2 separate regions of the Columba livia genome follow, and region 1 is linked to region 2. A link is a contact called in public Hi-C data. All regions are on one chromosome and are shown on one strand. The core of a region is the stretch at or near the end of the contact, and the rest is flanking DNA. Distances in the headings are between cores, read along the strand shown.

Region 1 (4,042 bases), core at 738-3,237, 190 kb after region 2:
GCCACCAGCAGTGGCGTGCCTGCAAAACTGACTAAATGGAGTTGAAATCTCAGCCTTCAGGTGCTCCTGATTTAAGCAGCTAGCCCTAGAAAAACGGTGTGCAGTGGGAAGTAATTCCTTCATCTGGCAGCTTTAAACATTGCCATGAATTCCTCACCTTCCATAAACTTTTCTGGCATGCTGGCAACTCACCACCATTTCCCCCAAATGTTTGGATGTAACCCCACAGTTTACCTCTAACAATAATCATGTTAATACAATATCTCTGCCTGTTTGAACCCTTCCACCAACCTCCTCCCCAGTTTAAGGAAAAAAAAAAAAAAAAAAGGATAAGAATTGCAGTTTGGAAATCCATCCAGGTTCACCTCTACAGTCAGGGCATCCCAGCAGCCCTGTCCTGGGGAAACTCTCATTCCTTGAGGAGCTGAGGATTTGCATACTGCTGGATTTACGTGTGCACGCTGGCATTTGCCAGTACTGCCAAATCAGATGCTGATTTCACTAGCAAGGACAGGTTAGTACTGCTACACTGCAGTCATTTCAAATTGGTGTCAGAAGCAACATTCACCCACCACATCCATTCTTTTTTGCACCTTGCAATTATGATTCATCTGGGAACTTCTCATTTGGAAATTATATGCAGTTAAAAGCATTGGGACTGTTTAAAGCTTCTTTGGAGCAATATTAATCAGAATTTTTTTTTTCTTGTTAACTGCTCAACACCAGCCAACAAACAACTTTCTTTTCCCAGTTATTTTGCTAGCATTTTGGATATGATACACACAAGCTAATTCTACTGAATTACCTTTATTCATGGTGATTATTGCCTTTAAAAAAAATAATTAAGGCTTAAGCTAGCATAGCTATGATCAACATAAAGCCCAGGGGGCAGGGAACATAATATGACTCTATGCAATTTCTTTGGCTTCCCACTTCTGGGGCTGGCCATGGATTTATTGAATCAAGTAGCCACTTCAGGAGCTAAGACTATGCAGAGCGCAAAACCTGGCTCCTTCCCCAGCCGCTCCCCTGTGACAGACAGGCTGCCAAGCAGGTTCCTGCAGGTGAATAACTCCCAGGGGGATACCGGGGCAGTTCACAGGGGTGGATGGAGACCTGCACTCCTGCTCACTTTCAGCAGCAATTAGCATGTCCCCAGTGAAACTCAGTTACCTGCAAACTGGAGGAGCAGAGCTGTGTTCCAGAAATGTTCAGTAGTACCTGTTCACATCAAATAAAAAGGAAACGGTCAGTGTCTGCTTAGCAGCATTCACCCCTCCATGCACATGTGGTATATCATCCAGGTGGCACCAATTTGCATCCCCCCAGATACAGGACATGATAAAGACGCACTTTTTAAGCGGCCCAGAAAGTGAAGCATTTCCTGCCATGCTCATCAGCTTACTTTTTTTCATTTAAAACTAATCTTCTCTCCCCCTCCCCCCGCCCCCGAAACTGCACTCCTACTCCTCCCAATCAATAGGACGATTTGCGTTTATCCTCCTGGAGGCATCGCTGCTAGGACCGGGGCCAGAGAGATCCAATCGATAGGGGGAAGCTGGAGCAAGGCTGGAAAAGAAGCAGCAGAGAGATTCCCCCAGGGAGAAATGCAAAACACTGGAGAGAGGCAACAATTATTGTAATTGAAGGTAATGAGGCCGAGGCGCCAGCTCCAGCTCTGCTTAACATCATTCAATACAAAGTGAAACACAGATGGAGACAGCCCAGCCCGGCTGGCCCTGCCTGCAGCCGGCAGCGAGCCCTGCCCTCTCATCTGCCGGCTGCAGCCCCCTCGGTGCAGCCTCTGCCTGCTGCAGCAGGGATGCCCCCGGGACGGGTGTGTCTCCTGTGTTGCTGGCCCAGCAGCACTGGAGTTGATGCATTTAGTGGAGTCACTCTGGATCTGACTGGTCTTGTGGACACGGAGTCCTCCTTTTCCTTTCCATAGAAGACTCCTGTGTCTGTAGCATCTTCAGTGTATTTAACCTCACTGTGCGCTGAAAGTCACACACTGAGAATCAAATCAACTCGGCCAAGGACAAATGCCCCGGCCCATAGCAGGGCAACAAATCCAGCCCCAGCCCCTTAACCTTCAGCCCTACTCTGCACCTCCTCCCCTTTTTGCCACCCCATCCCTCTCCTCTGCAGCCTCGCCGGGGTGCCAGGAGGGGCGGGGGGAGCATTGTCTCCTGGCCGGGAGAGGGATGCTGAAATGGAACTCCTGCTGCCCTGTGGCTTTCCCCTGTGAGTCTGCCTGGGCACGGTGTAGGTGTTTCTGTATCTCTGACACTGTACCTGGCCTGCACACTGCTGCCTTTAGAGCAGAGCTCACACCAGCGTTTGGCAGCATCTTTAAAGGAGACACAACTGCATTTTCACCTTTGATTCCATACCCACAGAGACCCCGCCTCGCAGCTTCAGTAGTCGAGGGGGGCTCCGTAAGCCGCCAGCACCGTGAAGAGCTTATTGTACCTTCCTTTAGATTAATGCAGCCTGGACCGAAAAGGTGGCACCGGAGTCAGAAAGCCGGTAATGCGGTGGCAGCGCCGGCGGGGCCCGGGCCCGGCTCCGCGGGCCGGCTGGGGGCTCACCGCGGGCACGTCTTGCCCTCTGCCGGCAGAGCCGGCCCTAGCAGGGCTGCCGGAGCCCGCTCGGACAGCCGGCGTAGCAACCTGTCCTGTGCAGATGCAGGGCTAAGAGGTGCTAGATAACGCTGCAGCTGCTTTTGAAACAGGAGGATGCACCCGCCGGCAGGCGCATCGGTAAGTGATCGCATGGGCAGAACAGCGAGAGCGGTGCAGGACCCGGTGGTACCGCGGGGCTCACATCAGCTCCTGCCCCCGACTGCATCCTGCACACAGGAGTTAATGTCCAAGATTCAGCCATCACCTTGTGAAACATCCATGTAAAGGTGTTACATGTCAGGATTCATAAACCGTACCTAAAAAGTCAAGCACCACCTATCAGCTCTGGGTTATCAGGTGTCTAGAGATAAGGTATGGCAGATATTAGGAATTCACTTTAGATCCCAAGTATGAAAAATCATTAGTTATGTCCTGACACAGCATAGCATGCATGTGGGAGATAAGAACTAGCACTGGAGTCATGACATGGCCAAAAAAATCCCTGGAAATTGAGATCACTGTAACAAGACAAAACAAAATTAAAGTAACATTTATTACAGAATGCTATAGTTTGGAGATAAGGCATCTAGTGGAACAGTCATGTTGTCCTGTCAAACCAGAACCTCTTTGGTAAAAAAGAACCTATTGTCTTTCTAAGGAAACCTCTCAGGTTTATATCTCCACATGCAAGACAGACTGTCCACAAGGTCTGACCACAGATGTCTGTACCTCGGAGAGCTTATAGCCAGCAGCCAAAACCTGGGATGCTCTGCAGGGTGTGGGGGCTAAGCGAGGCTGTTCTCTGCTCTTATAAGTAGCTGTTGTCAGCAGCCCCTCCACAACAGCAGCTCTAAAAGCTTTTGATGCAGACAAAGAAACTCTCTAGTGATATGTTACTCAGTATTAGTCAATATTTATTGCTCAACCTCTGTTTTCTGAGCTGCATATTTCAGAGCCAAATGCCAGAGACAAGGCAGTCAATGCAAGCCAGCCAGGAAAGTCCATATACATTATAATAGACTGGAGTATCAGCTACTTAAGTAGGCAGCACTCAGACAGTTTAGCCCGAGATCTAGTCCTGACATTCATTTGCAAATGCAACAGGAAAGGCCAAAGGCAGAGCTAGACCTCAGAGCAAGGACCAGCAGCTTCCAGAAGGTGGATATGTATCTTAATGAGACCTTAATAATTCAGGCCCTTAATAATTCAGGCCCAGAAAGCTGCTGTTTGAAAAAGAAGACAGCAGAACACCTAAGCAAAGATGTGCAATACGAATAAAATCTTAATTCTCACTTTACCATGAAAACCAGAGGGAATAAGAGTATTTGTGAGACAGGGGACATGAGGAGCTGTGAGTTAGTAAGAGCTGTGGACTGGCTTAAATTCCAGCAGCATGTGGTGGTGTACTCTGCACTGGC
Region 2 (3,946 bases), core at 881-3,380:
CTAGTGGCTCCCAGCTGGTGAGACGGTGGTTCCCAAGTGAATAAACTCTGCTAGTGCTGCTGGCTGGAGGTGGGAGCCCTGGGGAGGTACCCAAACAGCCCTGGGCAGACCTAGCCTGGTCCAGCCCCCACAGCTGACCAGGCTGAGACATGGAGCTCTGCCAGTGTCCTCCAGTGAGGCCCAGACCTTTGGGGGCTGCAGTTGCCACACATACATTGTGAAACATCTCCATAAATGAAATAAAGGGGCTACTGCATATAATGCAAAGTACCCAGTGAGGGGTGCTGCAGATGGTATGAGAGAAGGTCCCCAGAGTAGAGCAGAAGAGCCCTTTACCCCATTGAGTTGTTTTCAGCATTCCCACAACACTTTGCCTTTTGAGCTCAGCCTTACAAGCTTCAAGGCAAATCAACAAGTTCAAGCATGAACCTAATTCAAGCTCTGAATAAAACCCATACCTGACAACTTTAATTATTAGGCTGATGCGTCATATTTACATTAATTTGAGCAGTACTTAGATTCAATTATAATAATTCTTCCATATATTCATTCCAAGAGATTTCAATGACTTAGCAGATGGCATATATAATCAAAGCTTAGCTAAAGAAAGAGGTTAGCTTTCTACAGACGAATTGTTCCTGTACCTGGATGCTGACTACAGCATCCAGTGCATGTGTCTGCCTGGATGTGCCTAAAATGGTATCAGCATTTTGAACACAGGCGAGCCAAAGGACAGGGACTGGAAAGCCCATGAGCATTGACCATGCTCCCAGGATCGGATCACATCACATCACATCACAGCCCCTCTGACGGGGGGTCCATGTCTACGTTGCCATATACTTTTGCAGTCTGGAAGTACTGCTGGATGGATTCCTCTTTTGCTGTTCATTGATCATCCTGCAGCAATGCCCAGCACAGACTTTTTTCAGTGTCAGCTGACCAGAAAATTTATTCCAGACCAGGCAATCCCTGAGGTCCTTTCCAACCTGGTATTCTATCATTCCATTATACTGGGTGGGACTTGAGTCCTTCTCCCTGCCTCTTTCCCAGGGCCTTTTTTCAGGGACACAGCTTACATCTGTTGGACGCAGAATGTGACAAGGCACTCAAGCAGAGTGTCACACCAGCAGCTCCCTGCACCGTATGACGATCTTTCTAGTTGTTTGATAACTCCTAGGTATAGCCTATGCTGTTTGTGATTGATAAGGTGTTAGATGATCTGCACCCCCAAAGTGGAGAACCTGTCTCCTCCGTTCCACCACCAACACCCTAGGACAACACTCCCATACTCAAGAGCTATGAAGAGTGAAAGCTGCTGTCCAGATATTCTCCACCCTTGTCTTTGGGTTTCTTTTACTCATCTGGTGCAATATAGACAGCTGAGATGTGTGGCAAAGTATTGCTCTTTTCCCAGGCATTAGAGATGAGGGCACATGACAGACAAATTTTAGAGTCCAAGTTCTGTTTGAAGACCTGTGTCCTCACAAAACATCTTCTCAGGATGTTTTTGGAGGAAAACAGTGAGCAGAAAGGACCTCTCTCTGAACAAAAATCTCACTCTCACGGTAGGGGATGAGCAAATAAATTTGGGCTACTCCAAAATCCAGCAAAAATGCTGTGATTCTGTGACTATTCTATACTTTGCAGTGGTGGGGATTAGTTTCTGAGCAGTTTGTCTGCCTTGGGGAAGGTCCTGATTTCAAAGGAAGCAAGATCCAGCTCTGACAATCACTGCATTTCGTCATCTACTTCCATGCTGCTTATTCTTTCCAACATTTCGGTTCTTTGATTGAGCTGACCACGCCGATCCCACGGGTGCACGGGGACCTCGCTGTCCCCACCGAGTACACAGCAGTGTCGATGTCACCCCGGGAGGGGACTCGGCGCTGCGCCCCGCCGGCCGCTGCAGTGGGGTGTTCGCTCCACTCGAGGGAGCTCACGCTTTTGAGTAGCTGAACTTCAACCCTCGCAGCATCTTCAGGCAAAATCCTGTGGGTGACAAACCCTCTGTGCCAGGGGAGACTACACCCCGGGAGGCCTTCTTTCCTCCTGAAGGGCTGAGGTTTGTGCCAGATGTTTGTGCCAGAGCATCCACTGCTCCTGGATGAGGTGAAGCATTTTCAAGCCTGTTGTGTTTCAGCCCAGGGGGTCCAAGTCTCCTGCCACCTGTCCCAGCAGTTGGGGCAGCCACGACACCTTACACACTCTCACCTGTCTTTGTCACCTCAGCTGTCATGGCCCAAGTGCTGCTGAATGAAGGTCTGCAGCATGGGGCAGTGTGGGAAGGGACAATTTCCCACTGTGGAGCGGACTGATAAGGCTGACAGGACAACTAAACAATTTTAAAAAGTAGATTTGAGGAATAAGGCTTACTTGGGCTATTGCTTTATAAGCAATAATTGACCTTACAGTGTCCTGCACAGTGACTTTGCGCAGCAGGCAGAAGTCTACATTTTTCTAAGGAACCACTCTTCTAAGGAAGCTGACTGTGTGTAAAGGAAATGACTAAGGAGGTAATTTAATTCCCTATATATGTATAAATAATTCCTTGTCTCATGCATCCATGCTTCACAGTATCAAGACAAAACCAGGATCTAGACAGATGCTTAGAAAGCACCTGTACCTTTGGCAGAACAGTGAGAAAGGAGCTGTTCCTCACATCCCTGGTCAGCCAGGAATCCCAGAAGTGCAGATGCTTTTGGAGAAGATCAGAAGGCAAAATCCATCCCTGGCTTCATTAGAGACAGTTAAACCTGATGTCTCCAGCCACTCCCTGACTTGTCTCCCGAAAGCCAGCGCACACCGAGGCGTTCCCCAGGCAGGGTCAGGTGTCAGAGGCAGCTTCTCCAGTGAGCCGGCATGAGTCAGAGTGTTTGGGAACCGCTCCAAGCTATTGGAAAAAAACAACTCCCAAATTAGCTGGGGTGGCTCCCAAGTGAATCCACCTCCGCGGGGAAGGCGGTGATCTAATGAAAGCGTGCGGTCAGAAATCAAAAGAGCCTGGAAAGCATTCCAAGCTGTATAATAAGATTTCACATTTCATATCTTCAAAGCATTAAATGAACATTATCTAATTAATCCTCACAACACTCCTCAGAGATATTATCCTTATTTTACAGACAGAGAAACCAAGGCACAAAGTTAAGTCACTTGCCCAGGGCCAGAGAAGGGAGTGTCAGAGCTGGGATTAGGGTCCAGGAGTTCCTGGCGCCCAATTTTTTCCTCAAACAGCTGGGTCATGTGTCTTCCCTGCAGGGAAGATAATAATGAGCCCATAATTACCCATACAAATTCCCAGTGACCAGGCTAACCCGTCTGTATAAAGCTATTTGCAATTCCAATAAACACGCCCATGATTTAGCTGCCTCCATGAACTACCAGTACTCTCTCAGCCATAGGCAGCCAGACTTTCTAATAAAGGCTGTTCTTTGCCAGAGCCAGTCCCAGCTCTGACCCACTCCAAGGGCCAGTGGAAAATGTCCTTCCACTTGTAAATCCCTGGGGACCATCCACATATGGCATGAGCATTGTGGGAGCTGAGGTGTCAAGGCAAAGTTTGGGAAAGAGGGAACAGTGCTGGAGAAAATGGACAAGCCCTTCGGGCACACATGCCCTTTTCCAAGCCTGACGCAGAACCAGGAACTTTGTGCTCAGTACAGGCTGAGAGCAACTCCTCACCATCAAAGAATAGGTTATGTGGTCAAATGCATCACTCAGCTCGATCTGTCATTTTCATAGAATAAATGACCCTTCCACATGTTGACATGATCCCCTGAATTGGCCTTGAGCAGACTCACTGCAGCATCACTGGAAAACTCAGTGCACCATGCCTTTGGCTCCTACCCTGTCCTGCCGAGGGAAAAGTGAAGCAGCTGTTGCCTCCCCACTGCTTGAGCTACTGCAAATGTCCAGAAGAGATGGCTCTGCCCCGAGGCACCTATTTTGA

Evidence for each region. Hi-C and Micro-C count contacts between places; a contact is called where the count stands out from the background.
Region 1: a contact with region 2 is called in a Hi-C map of liver, with 7 times the contacts expected there. The contact joins two enhancer-like sites. A contact is called at or near these places in 2 of 2 Hi-C or Micro-C datasets (crop and liver).

What each region holds. Positions count from the first base shown.
Region 1 is chr2:17,471,379-17,475,420 of bColLiv1.pat.W.v2, forward strand. No RefSeq gene overlaps it. Among named protein-coding and RNA genes, the nearest start is that of BAMBI, 5.5 kb to the left of the region's middle. Within about 2 kb of position 1,988, at least 1 of the 3 cell types and tissues checked has an H3K27ac peak away from gene starts, as active enhancers do.
Region 2 is chr2:17,282,946-17,286,891 of bColLiv1.pat.W.v2, forward strand. The region is part of intron 3 of LOC135578413 (a long non-coding RNA gene); the gene reads left to right. Among named protein-coding and RNA genes, the nearest start is that of MAP3K8, 150 kb to the left of the region's middle. Within about 2 kb of position 2,131, at least 1 of the 3 cell types and tissues checked has an H3K27ac peak away from gene starts, as active enhancers do.